3 separate regions of the Oryctolagus cuniculus genome follow, and regions 2 and 3 are each linked to region 1. The links are chromatin contacts, called in public Hi-C maps. All regions are on one chromosome and are shown on one strand. The core of a region is the stretch at or near the end of the contact, and the rest is flanking DNA. Distances in the headings are between cores, read along the strand shown.

What was found. Hi-C and Micro-C count contacts between places; a contact is called where the count stands out from the background.
Region 2: a Hi-C map of liver shows a contact between it and region 1, with 9 times the contacts expected there. The contact joins the enhancer-like site here to the promoter of BCL6 in region 1. A contact is called at or near these places in 2 of 6 Hi-C or Micro-C datasets (liver and psoas muscle).
Region 3: a Hi-C map of skin fibroblasts shows a contact between it and region 1, with 4 times the contacts expected there. The contact joins the enhancer-like site here to the promoter of BCL6 in region 1. A contact is called at or near these places in 2 of 6 Hi-C or Micro-C datasets (skin fibroblasts and an unstated tissue).

The regions. Positions count from the first base shown.
Region 1 is chr4:91,880,538-91,884,406 of mOryCun1.1, forward strand. BCL6 (BCL6 transcription repressor) reads left to right here and starts at 1,769. Exons shown (of 10, transcript XM_008266642.4): 1 at 1,769-1,953. It overlaps LOC138849491 (a long non-coding RNA gene), which reads right to left and starts at 455. Exons shown (of 4, transcript XR_011388364.1): 1 at 1-455.
Region 2 is chr4:91,674,901-91,678,904 of mOryCun1.1, forward strand. It overlaps LOC138849493 (a long non-coding RNA gene), which reads right to left. Exons shown (of 2, transcript XR_011388368.1): 2 at 2,609-4,004. Among named protein-coding and RNA genes, the nearest start is that of LPP, 170 kb to the left of the region's middle. Within about 2 kb of position 1,816, at least 3 of the 8 cell types and tissues checked have an H3K27ac peak or open chromatin away from gene starts, as enhancers often do.
Region 3 is chr4:91,644,627-91,648,938 of mOryCun1.1, forward strand. No RefSeq gene overlaps it. Among named protein-coding and RNA genes, the nearest start is that of LPP, 140 kb to the left of the region's middle. Within about 2 kb of position 2,020, at least 1 of the 8 cell types and tissues checked has an H3K27ac peak or open chromatin away from gene starts, as enhancers often do.

The sequences.
Region 1 (3,869 bases), core at 519-3,018:
ATCAGAAACCCCAGTTTGGGGTGGGGAGAAGCAGATTATCTGGGGAGATATCTTTATTAGGAACTCACATGTGGAGAAATGTGGTGGTACCTTTAAGAACTCGTCTGTAATTTAATGAGTGGCTGGAAGCGCTGGTGGGGCCAAGGCTCAGAATGGCTTGACCTTTGGAAGCGGCTTCTGGTCCAAACATTTTGGGTTAATTCTTGAGGAATCTGAAATATTATTTTCCCCTCACACCCTTCTTTTAAGCGAGAGACATAAAAGCAACAAGAGTCTCCCTCATTCAGGGATGAGTAGGAGGGGAAAAAACCCCAACCAACATTTAAATAGGGAAACTGGCAGCTCTGAACAAACAAACCGAGGCCCACAGTGAAGTGATTCCGCATACTGCATTTGCCTTTAAAAAGAAAGGGAGAGAAAAGAGAAAGAACGGTCCCCCCCCCCTCCCCTGCGCTGGAGAGCCTAGGACCTGCCTGCGCGCGGTGCCCTGGAGTTGCGGCACAGGCTGTTCTAAACGCACGCAGGCTCGCTGACACGGGCCCGGCCGGCCTTTGCAATTCCCTCCGGCTGAGCTCTGAGACACAGACTCCAGAGATCCTTTTTTTTTTTTTTTTTTTTTTTTTTCCACCGCGACCTTGAAACAAGCCCGGAAAAGGAAAATCAAAACTTTGAGAAGCAGCAAAACACCAACATGTATTCGGCTCACAGCATTCCTGTAGAACACACGCGCACACATACCCATAGACACACGTTTCTTGCCACAAGACATTTCCTAAGAGTCGACAATAACAGAAAGAGCAAACCCACCACTTGCAGTCCTGGAAAGAAACGAACCAAAACAAATGCTTTCAACATCTCAAGTGCAAAGGAGCCTTCCCCTTCAGAAAAAGTCCAAGGGGAAAAGAAAATTGCACCAAAGGGGAGGAAAAAAGTGGGGGTTGGGATTGTCACAGATGAGCAAAAATGTAAGCTTCTTTCAACAGTCTGAGTACTGAAATAATGCATCTTCTCTAAACCGCTTCAGCGATCAGACAGGGAAAGAAAAAACATACGAGACAAAATCCAACCGATGACGGATCCTAGGATTTACGTAACAGCACAAACTTGCAAAAGGCAAAAATCAGAAGCAACATTCGAAAAGCATTAAAATACAACAACCAAAAATCCCAAGCCACCACACCAAAGAAGAAGGAGGAGGAGGAGGAGGGGGAAAAAAAAAAAACACAAGCAAACAAAACCAAAAAGACCCTGTCCCAAATAAAAACAAAGCAAAGGAACCCACCGAAAATCGCTTGGCAAATATTTTTTCTCGTGGTGCCTAATATTCTAGCTGGAAAGAGCTGTGTTTATTGTTTGCTTTTTTTTCCCCCTCTTACTCGCTCCTCTAAACCTACTATCTCTCTATTTTCCAGTGGTTCAAATCTCTCGCTCCCTTTTGGGTATTTAGCTCGAGGAGCTGAGTTTATGGGTGAGAGAGGAGGAAACAGCCCTAGACCCCGGGAAAGCAAAGCGCACTCCCCCTCTTATGTCACCGAATAGCAAATTAGTTCTCAGAATTCCAGAGGCCGAGCTTTGCTACAGCGAAGACGCCGACGTCACAGAGGAGGCGCCCACGTGATGGTGGCGGAGCAGGCCGTACCATCGTCCGCGGGCCGGGGAGGGAGGGCCGCCTTCTGGCCCCTCGGACCCCGAGCTGGAACCCCCAAATCCGAGTCGTCTGTCTTGCGAGGACTTTGAAATACGCCAGCTCGTGGAAAGAAAGTGCGGCTTTGGGGGTATTTCATGGGGCGGAGGAGGCAAAACTCCCGGAGAGCTGACACCGAGTCCTCCCCTGCCACGCGGCAGTGGTAAAGTCCGCAGCTCAAATTCCGAGAATTGAGCTCTGTTGATTCTTAGAACTGGGGTTCTTAGAAGTGGTGATGCAAGAAGTTTCTAGGAAAGGCCGGACACCAGGTGATTATTGCTGTTGCTGCCGCCGCTGCTGCTGCTGCCGCCGCCGCCGCTGGTGCCGCTGGTGCCGCTGCCGCCGCCGCTGCTCATAATCATTATTTTACCTTTTAATTCTTTTTTTTCCGCTCTTGCCAAATGCTTTGGCTCCAAGTTTCCTATGTGTATCTATTGATATGAATGTATATATTTATTTATTCTAGCTGTCAGGTGTTAAAATAAATGCCGAAGATTAGTCCCACGTCTCTCCCACTCGAGGATCTAGATTTTTATGTATTTATTATTGTTGTTGTTGTTGTCTTTGAGGGAACCGGCCGGTTTCGGGAGGCTTTGGCCACCCTCCCTTGTGTTGTTTTGGTTTTTTGAAGAGGAGGTGGAGGAGAGGAAGGAGGGGAGCTAGGGGGCGGCCGGAGCGGAGAGGAGCAGACCGTGTTCGGGGGGTGGCTCGGGCCAGTCTGGGGCTGTGTGGCCGCAGACGGCGCAGAGGACGCGCGCTCGCGCCCTCGGCTTCTGCTGCTGCTGCTGCTGCTACTTGCGTACGGCTTGTGATCGTGCTGGATTCGTGCGGCTGTGTCTGTCCGCGCCCTCTCGCTTGCAAACCGCCTGCCTCGCTGCTCGCTGCTCGCTCCTCGCTCCGGCCTCGCCTTCCCTCCCTCCCTCCGCCTCTCCCTCGCCTCCCCTGCCTTCCCCTCGGCCCGTGCTCCCGGGGAACTCCGGGAGGCGAGGAGGGAGGCTGCCCGCTCGCTCGCTCGCTCGCTCGCCCCGCTGGCTCCCTTCCACCGGCCTCGGTCCCTCAGATTCCCCGCCTCCGAGCCGAGCCGAGATTTGGGAGGAAAAAACGCGAGCGAACTCCTCGGGTGTTTGGTGTTGGCTGCTGCTGCCGCTGCCGCTGCTTTTTTTTTTTTTTCTTTTGGTCATAAACCCAGATGAAGTATCGTGCCTGCGATTTCCTTTCAGAGCCGTGGTCTTCCTAGCGAGGGACGAGTGCTTTGGTGGTCCCCGTCCTCTGGTGTTTTGGGGAGGTTTAGCTTGCAAGGGGGCGGGGGTGTTGAATACTTTTGGAAATTATTCTTTCTTGGTTGTAGTCGAGGGAGTCGGGCAGCCCCGCGCGCTCCCTTTGCTCATCCCGAGGAGATGGGCTGATGGTGGGACAGGGATTTGGGGGAGCCGGGGATGGGAAAGGGGTGTGCGTTTGCACCTGCGGTGCCTCTCCGCGTGCGGGGACTCGGGGCACCTTGACAGGACAGCCCAGGCGAGCGAGGAGGAGGTGGCGGGATTTCTGGTGGCCACGGTGTTTGTATTTTGGGCGCTGCGTGACTCTGTGTTGGCTCCCGATGGCTGTTCCCTCCTTTTCCTAAATTCTATTTTACTTTATTTTTTTTTTCCCGTGGTGCAAGCTCTGTATTAAAAAAAAAAAAAAATAGGCAACGGCTGGCCTGAGCGTGGCGGACGCCAGCAGGCTTCGGAGTGCCGAGGTCCTCACTCCGGGCGAGTGGAAGGACCGAGCCCGAGCCCGCCCGCGTTCCTGACCGGCAGGAGCCCGGAGGGGGAGAAGGGCACTCTGTGGCTCTGCCTGGGGCACCGAGTGCGGGTGGAGCGGGCGCGAAAGGGAGAGCTTTGTGAGTGATTTTGGGGGAAAAAAAAAATAAGACTGCGAGGTTGGTTGGATTTGCAACCTGTGGCTCTCCTCGAGGGAGCAGGAGTAGGGGATGGCGGCGGCGGCGGCGGCCCGGGGCGGGAGAGGGTAGGGAGCTGGAGCCTTGGAGATGGGCTGCGCTCGGGGGGAGACAGCAGCGAGGGGCCACCCCACTGCCGGAGGTAGTGACCGTGGTAACTGTCTGAGAACTGCGGGTTGCGTTGCCTTTCTTATGCGGCGTTATTGAAACCCTGGCGAAAATTGGAATTAATGTGGCAATGAGTTT
Region 2 (4,004 bases), core at 566-3,065, 210 kb before region 1:
ACCCAGCATTATTGCCCAGCTTGCCACCCTGCACAACCCCCAAGCTCTCTGCTGCCCAGTGACGGAATTATTGATTGCTGAGCATTTCACAACACATTTTCAAAACACGCCAAAGGTCAAAAATGAGTGACTCATGGCCAGTCACTTATCTCTCTTTCCCAGTCCCTCTATATTGCATTGGCGAGGTTGGCTAATGGAAGTCCCTAAAGATAGGCAGAAGATCAGTCTGTCCAAGCCTGGCCAGCAGGATTATTCAGTGGCTTGAAAAAATAACTTCTGATCTTCTGGTCAGTGATTGATCTCCTGCCCCACTTTGAGTTGTAACACCAAGTCTCTCAAAGAGGTAAAGATGGGAAGTAAGGGATTTCTGTGCTGATTTTGCCACCAACTCATCCCAGGCTATCCGAGAGTACCAGAGAGGTACTGAGGCTGGTGATGCCAGGGCCACTCTGAGGTCTGTGACTCTGCACTAGTCCCTTAGATAGCGAAGAGGCAACCCCCAATTGAGCTTTGTAAATAACTTCTCACTTCTCTGCCTGAGGACGAGAGCTTCCTATGGAAGCGCTTTGGTGCAGAGAGGGCTCCAGGTCAGACAAGGGATCTGGGCTATCACTCAACTGTGCTGACTGTGGCTTGACCATTCTGACAAGTTGCTGGGCCTGTTGGTACCCCCAGTTTCTTCACCCATCTAGTGGGCACAATGACAACACCTTCTTCCAGAAAATTGTTTTTAGATGAAATGATATAATGCACATGAGTTTTCATTTGGTCTAAACTTTAGAGTGCAGAGAGACCTGCAGTATGGTTCCACCTGTGCTGGTCAAAAGTTGGGAGAAAATAGCATCAAGTTGGTAATTTTTAAAAGCAATTTATTTTATTTATTTGAAAAGCAGAGAGATATGGAGAGAGAGAGCGATAGAGAGAGAAATCTTACATCCACTGGTTTACTTCCCAAATGGCCTCAACAGGTAGGGCTGGGCCAGGGCAAAACCAGGAGTTAGGAGATTCTTCCAGGTCTCCTACATGGGAGCAGGGGCCCCAAACACTTGGGCCATCTCCATTGCTTTCCCAGGTGCATTATCAGGGAGCTGGACTGGAAGTGGAGCATCCGGGACTGCAACTGGTGCCCTTATGAGATGCCAGCTTTGCAAGCAGTGGCTTGACGTGTTATACCACAACAGCGGCCCCAAGCTGATGATTTTAAAGTCTTGATATGCAAATTCTTCTACCTTTTTTCCCCCTTAAAAGTAGTCTAATTTGTTGAATCAAAATTTCTGAGTGCCTTAATTAGAACAGTGCTGGGACTGGAAGTTTCTTAGTAGTTCTTGAGCTTTTTACTTTAAGTACCTTGGAGCCCCTTTTATCTTACGATGCTAATCAGAGAAAGATGAAGTGTGATGAAGTCAAAGTGATTATTGGTCCCTGGCCCTCATTACCCACCAGCGTGGCCGTCCCCATATGCCCGCCTCCATACCTGTGTGTTCACCCTCGTCAAGCTGGTACGGGCCGTGCTGCCACCTGCACTCCCGACTGCGAGATGCGCCAGCGAAAAAGGAAGCCCGTTCAGTTATGTAAAACACATTCTGGGTGAGGAAAGACTGGCATGTGTTTCTGCTCGGCTGCAACTGCTCCCCCACCACACACACACACACACCAGTCTGTCCTCTCATCAGGACTTGTCAGCATTTAGAGACCTTGGCAATCGCAGCCCCCACCTCTTCCTTTTACAAAGGAGCAAGCTCCAGCTCCGAGCAGAGGAGTGACTGTCCCTGGGCCACACAGCCTGCTTGTGGCAGAGTTAGGATGCAGGCATCAGCCTACTGACTTCTCCCTTGGCAGCAGACGTCAGGAGAACACAGAGAACCTAAAAGAAGAAAGGGGGAAAAATAGATCTTTGTGGAATATCTTGAGCTTTGGATTTTCAAGGACAGTTTTATATTTGATGATAAGTAGCAATGATGCCTCAAAAGCTATGGTAGCTAGCTTGAATGAACTTATGTAATAAACATTTATCACAGAACATGTGTCATCCAACACCTGCCAGATCTGAGCGTTGGCACAAAAACTGCTTTCATTGTCAAAGAAAAGAGGGGGGAAAGGAACTTGGCTGAACAGAGCTGGCAGACGCTTTTACTAGAAAATTCAGAGGTAATTTCTAGAGGAACAGAAACACATTTTCAAAGTCTCTGAACATTTATTTCAATGTGATTGGATGAATTTAGTAAAGAAGTGAAGAACATGGAAGACCATTTGATGCCTAAGGCCATTTCCACATTCCTATCTTTTCTGTCCCTGTGGTCCCAGATTCCAAGAAGCATCTAGATGGGCAGGCCCAAGGGTGTGTCTGAGGTTACTGATCTCCTTCTAGGCTCCCATACAAGCACATCACAAAGCACTCGTGGTTCTCACTGGAATCTTTCCTCATTAGGAGAACATGGCCAGAATCCAAGACAAGGACCATTATGTCAGTCAAACCAAGCCTATCCATACAGAGAGGATTCTTTGGCCTGTATTGGAAGTCAATCCTACTTCAGCACATTGGTGCAGTTGCCAAATATGTGGTCACTTCCCTTTGGCTACCCACAAATTTTTAACTGCAAGATCTGTTCTTTTTGTTTTTAAAGATTTATTTATTTTAAAGTCAGAGTTACAGAGAGAGATGGAGAGAAGAAAGATCTTCCATCTGCTGGTTTATTACCCAGATGGCTGCAATGTCCAGGGCTGCGCCGATCCGAAGCCAGGAGCCAGGAGCTTCTTCCAGGTCTTCCATGTGGGTGGCAGGAGTCCAAGCACTTGGGCCATCCTGTGATACTTTCCCAGGCCATTAGCAGGGAGTTGAATAAGAAGAGGAGCAGCCAGGACACAAACCAGCACTTATATGGGGTGCTGGTATCACAGGCAGTAGCTTTATCTGCTATGCCATAACAGCAGCCCATCAAGATCTGTTCCTTTATTTTACTCATTTAATAGTTTGGACAGCCCTGGACTAGAAAACCTATCATACTGCAGGTGTAACAACCTCTGAACCTCCATTTCCTCACCCACTCGATGCCATTCAATATCTACCTTGCAGTCCTTGCCAGGTTGTTGGGCACATTGAACGCATGACACGTGACAGTGCTTTGTGGGATCTGAAACCCGCCATGAGTATGAGGGATTGTTGCTGTCTTCTGTAGCCCAAACTGTGCTAAATACTTGGGAGTTTCAAAAGAAATGCAAGATCGTCCCTACCCTCCAGGAACTTACAACTTAGTATTGGGAAACTAAGACACACCCAACAGAAAGACATACAGCTTCTCACAGCAGTGAAATATATACTACTTAAATGATAACTAAAGACCCTGAGGCCTCTAGGGGTGCAGAGAAGAAAGGATTAACAGAGCAGATGTTGGGAACACACCCTAGAGCACGTGAGGTTCAAGGCAGGGGTTGATATAGACAAAAAAATAAATGAAGAAGGTCTTTACCGATGCAGAGTGAGTCAGTTGGTGGAGGGTTTCTCAGCAGGCTTCAGAGTCCTGTTCATTGGGAATGAGAACGCCCAGTCAGTCTGGAGCTACAGATTTCAGAAACTTAAGGAGAGTTGTAGGCAGGGGGGTCATTTGCAGACCAGGGATAGGTGATGATGAAAGAATGGTGTGGAAAGACTGGTGGGGAGAGCCTGCACTTACAAAGGTATATGAGAGGGAGGAGGGCGCCTGCCGAGTCCAGGCTGGGTTGATGATGTGGTTCTGGATCAGAACAATGGAAACGGAGGGAGAATTCCATGGAAGTGAAAGATGGTTCTGTGTGTAGGCAAAAGACAAGTCGTACTATCAATATTTACTCTTCTCTTCATGACCAAACTCAGGATTTGATCTAAATCGGGCAGGAAGGTTTAAAAAAGTAGAAAGCCTCTTTATATGTACATTGGAAGAATTCCTGAAAACCCAAATTGGTCTCAGAGTATCTATTTGACTCTCTGTCCAAAAGGATGCGAAGTTACTGGCTGGGCTGTAGAATCA
Region 3 (4,312 bases), core at 770-3,269, 240 kb before region 1:
TCGAAATTGGAAGAGACAGCAGAGCCATGTCCACTTTTTGAGGATAATAGAGAAAAGCAATCCAAAGCTAGAAATGCATCAAGGACATGGAACAGAGCTGATGCATCTACCTGGGCCTCCAGGCTTGCCGAGTGTGGACCAGTCTTTTTTTTTTTTTTTTTTTTTTTGACAGGCAGAGTGGACAATGAGAGAGAGAGACAGAGAGAAAGGTCTTCCTTTGCCGTTGGTTCACCCTCCAATGGCCGCAGCGGCCAGCGCGCTGTGGCCAGCTCACCACGCTGATCCGAAGCCAGGAGCCAGGTGCTTTTCCTGGTCTCCTATGCGGGTACAGGGCCCAGGGACTTGGGCCATCTTCCACTGCACTCTCACGCCATAGCAGAGAGCTGGCATGGAAGAGGGGCAACCGGGACAGATTCCGGCACCCCGACCGGGACTAGAACCCTGTGTGCCGGCGCCGCAGGCGGAGGATTAGCCTAGTGAGCCGCGGTGCTTGCCGGACCAGTCTTGTCTTCTCTGTGTGACAGTAGGAGAACATGAGATGAAATTGCCATCTGGGATGGATGAAACCAATGTCAAGGCTGCTGTGGCTCTGTCTCTAAGCAATGATCATGACAAACAGAGCAATTTCCAAAGGTCTTCTCCCGCGATCTGCTCAACATCCCTTAGAAAAAAAGAAGGGAAAGCTTTGAAGTTCTGGAAGACCAAGGAACTTGGCAATGGGAAAGATGTACTCCTACATCAAATTCTGTGAATGCCTCCGCAGAAGGGCCCAAGAGGAGAGTACACATGTTGGGTATTTTCTGATTTTCATCATCGTGTGACCCTAGGTGTCAGATACTGCTAAATCTTCCCTTCAAAATAGTGATGAGATTGCTTCTCACACCTTGGTTTTCTCCAAATTATTTGTGGTTCCAGAGAATCTCTCCTCTAGACTGGGGTGGTCTTATCTCGCGAAGTCTGTGCGGAGTGTATAGTCTACGTTCATAGCCATAACATGCACGTCAGTCTCTTTGAGCCACACTCAGGGCCGCCTTGCCTCCAGCACGGCAGATATCAGAAACAGCTCTCTGGTCTGTGCTCTGGCTGCCGCTCCCTGTGCAGGAGGACTGAAAAGCAGTAGGGCTGAAAGCGATACTGGAGACCGCTTCAAACTCCTACTTTCTGAGTCAAATTTTACTTGTTTTTCATCTGACCAGTGGCCCTGAGAAATTCTCAGAGTGGAACTGTTAGTGCAGTGAGAGCCAAGGTCATTTGCAAGGGCATAGAATAAGTAGTTTCGATGCTTATATCTATTTTTCACCATAGATGTTTCCCTCTGAACCAGTTTTATTTATATATCATGTAGATAAAAATGATCAGTCTATTAATGGGTCATGTTTCTAAATCGAATGAAGTATAAAATCCTTACATATTCAAGGGTCTCTCCAAGTTGGTCTTAGTCATACTCCCTACTTTTCAACCACTGGGTGGCTCGCTGGTCCCTGAATATATCATTTTATTCTCACTTGAAAGAAAATCAATGGCTTCAATTTGATATCTGTGCTTTAAACTCTTACCAAAAATTATTTAAAGTTAGGCATTTCCCAAATGCTTTGTGTTAAACCAAAAACACGCATCATCCCACTTGATTTCAAAAGGGGCTAGGAGGTAGATGGAGAAAGGACCTTTATGCTCATTTTACAGCTGAGGGAACTGAAGTATGGACAGGTGTGACGGTCAGCTCAAGATCATACAAGGCACCAGAGACAGCGATAACAGGCCGCTGAGTTCTAATCCAGAATGCCTTCCTCTGTGCTGTATGGGACGAGCTGGCAACGCTCCCAGATTTCAGGTGTACATTTGGCCACTGATATTTCCTCTCAAAACAGGAAAAACCTCTGGCTGTCTTCTGCTACACCACCTGGGTGACCACACACCCACGTGTTCCCAGGCTTCCCTGCCTTGATTCAGGCTACTCCCTCTCCAGGGAGGGTCCTCCCTTCCCACTCTCCAAACTGCCCACTCCTCCTGATTCAGTTTCAGACAAACTCATGGAGTCACAGAAGACAGAGAACTTGAGGACCCACCACAGGGGAAGCGTGCGGAGATCTGGGATCAGGTCTTTGTGTCTTTTTATTGCTTAACACAGTACCTGGTACATAGTACATATTCAGGAGGTATTTGACTAAAAGTTGCCCAGGGCCTGAATATAATAAAATGGAAAGTAGGATCTCAGTCTTCAGATTTTAGAATAGATTTCTTGAGGCTATGGATAACTTTCTACAGCACTGTGAATCATGAGATGGTTACGAACATTTTGCAGGCCAAGAGACTGTTGCAACCTCTTTTAAGATGGGTCTACCAGCATTTCCTGTTCTCACTTAGCTCCTTTAACTAATTCCTGAATGCTGGCGTGCCTTAGCCCGGATTTTTCCTTTAACTAAGTGTCAAAAATGACTTTAGATGGAGAAAATGAATTGAGCAGGGCAAAAAAAGAAAAATCCATGAGTCCTGGAATAACCTCCAGTTGGTAATGATTTATCCTGTTCCATTGTTAATTTTGCAATTAAGCAAGAGCACTTTATATGCCTGAATGACCCATGAATTGTATCTTAATCAAACTAATGTGTCTGCAACATAGAACTGATTCAGTGTTCAACTATTAGGATGACAAATGATGCAAAGCCTGAGTTTTCTCTCCTTCCTCTCTCTTCTCCCTACAAAACCTTCTACAATGAAAGGCCAACTGACTGACAGCTTGTTGTTTTGATGAATAACATGAGTTCCTATTGGCTAAACATTTGAGAAGGCTGGGTATATACCCTCACCCTACTTCAAACCAACTGTGTATGTGCGTAACCGTGTGTAAGTTTGGGTGAAAAAAATGTGGTTAATTCAAGTTGTGCACTTCCTGCCACTGACATTTGTTGCTGCTGCTGTGTAATGGAGTTGAGGCTGGGTGGGCGAGTCAGATGCAGTGACCTATATCTCTGTATTATGACTACCCCCTCAACCGCCGTTCTTGGGCAACCTGGGAGGTAGAAGATGGCCAGGAACACCCCAGGAAGAGACTGCATTGCTCTGAAGGAGTCCCCAGGACTTCAGGGCATCTTAGCCTGATGAGACATAGGAAAAAGTCTGATTCTGCTTAATAAAAATGACATGTATTTTTTTAGATTATAATCTTAAGTAATGATTTTTTAAAAACAGGCCTTTGTGGTTTGAGCCAAGATAACTAGGATTTAAGCTTCCCTTAAAAGATAACTAGGGTTTTAGGACTCTATTGCTGTGCAGAGGGACTTCAGAAATAGTTTCCCAGAAGGGGCCATTAAAGAAGAATGTACTTTTCTCTGAAGGGAGGAGAGAACTTCCACTTTGCATATGGCCCTGTCTAAAAACCAACGGAGTTTGTGGACTCAAAAGGCTTCCATAGCCTTGGCAGCTCCTGTCAAGAGCCTCAGGTGATCTCTGATATCATAAATAAGAGTGTCAGTTGTTAGATCAACAACAGGAGTCACTGTGCACTTGCTCCCTGTGTTGGACCTCTGTCCTGAATGAGTTGTACTATGAGAGTTAATGGTAAAACTTGCCTTCAAACTGTACTTTATACTTTGTGTGTCTGTGTGGGTGAAAATAGTTGAAATCTCTACTTAGTACAGAGTTGGGCTTCTGTGTATAAAGTCAATCAAAAATGAATCTTAATGGAAGATGGAATGGGAGAGAGAGTGGGAGGTGGGATGGGAGTGGGGGTGGGAAGGCAGGAATGGGGGAAAGAAACACTATATCCCTAAAAGATGTACATATGAAATTTGTATTCATTAAATAAAAACCTTCAAAAAAAAGAAATAGTTTCTCATTCTTGTCATTCCATTTTTCACAATTTGCATGGCAAATATTTTCAAATGTTAGTAAGAGCATATCTCTTGCATGTATAAAATCCTTTGATAGCTTTCTACTATGCATAGCACTTGTAATAAAGTTCAAAGTTCTTGCTATGGCTGAGAAGGCCCTAATCTGTCTCCTGCCTTCCCTATTGACACCTTCTTTATTTGCTGCCTTTGTGACACTAGCCACTTGGCTTCCAGCCTCAGGGCCTTCACACAGGCTGTTCCTGTAACCAGCTGGCCCCTCTGCTCCTTTCCTGGCCCACTGCAAAAGGGTCACCTCTTCACACTTCTCTGACCCATTGATATAAATTATGCTACTCTGTTAGTTTTCCTTATGCTACTGTTTGCTTTCCTCACATCACCTATTATGATTTATAATGATTATATATATTTCTGTGTTTAGTTTTTATTTAATGTCCATTTATTCATTATATAATAAGCTTTAT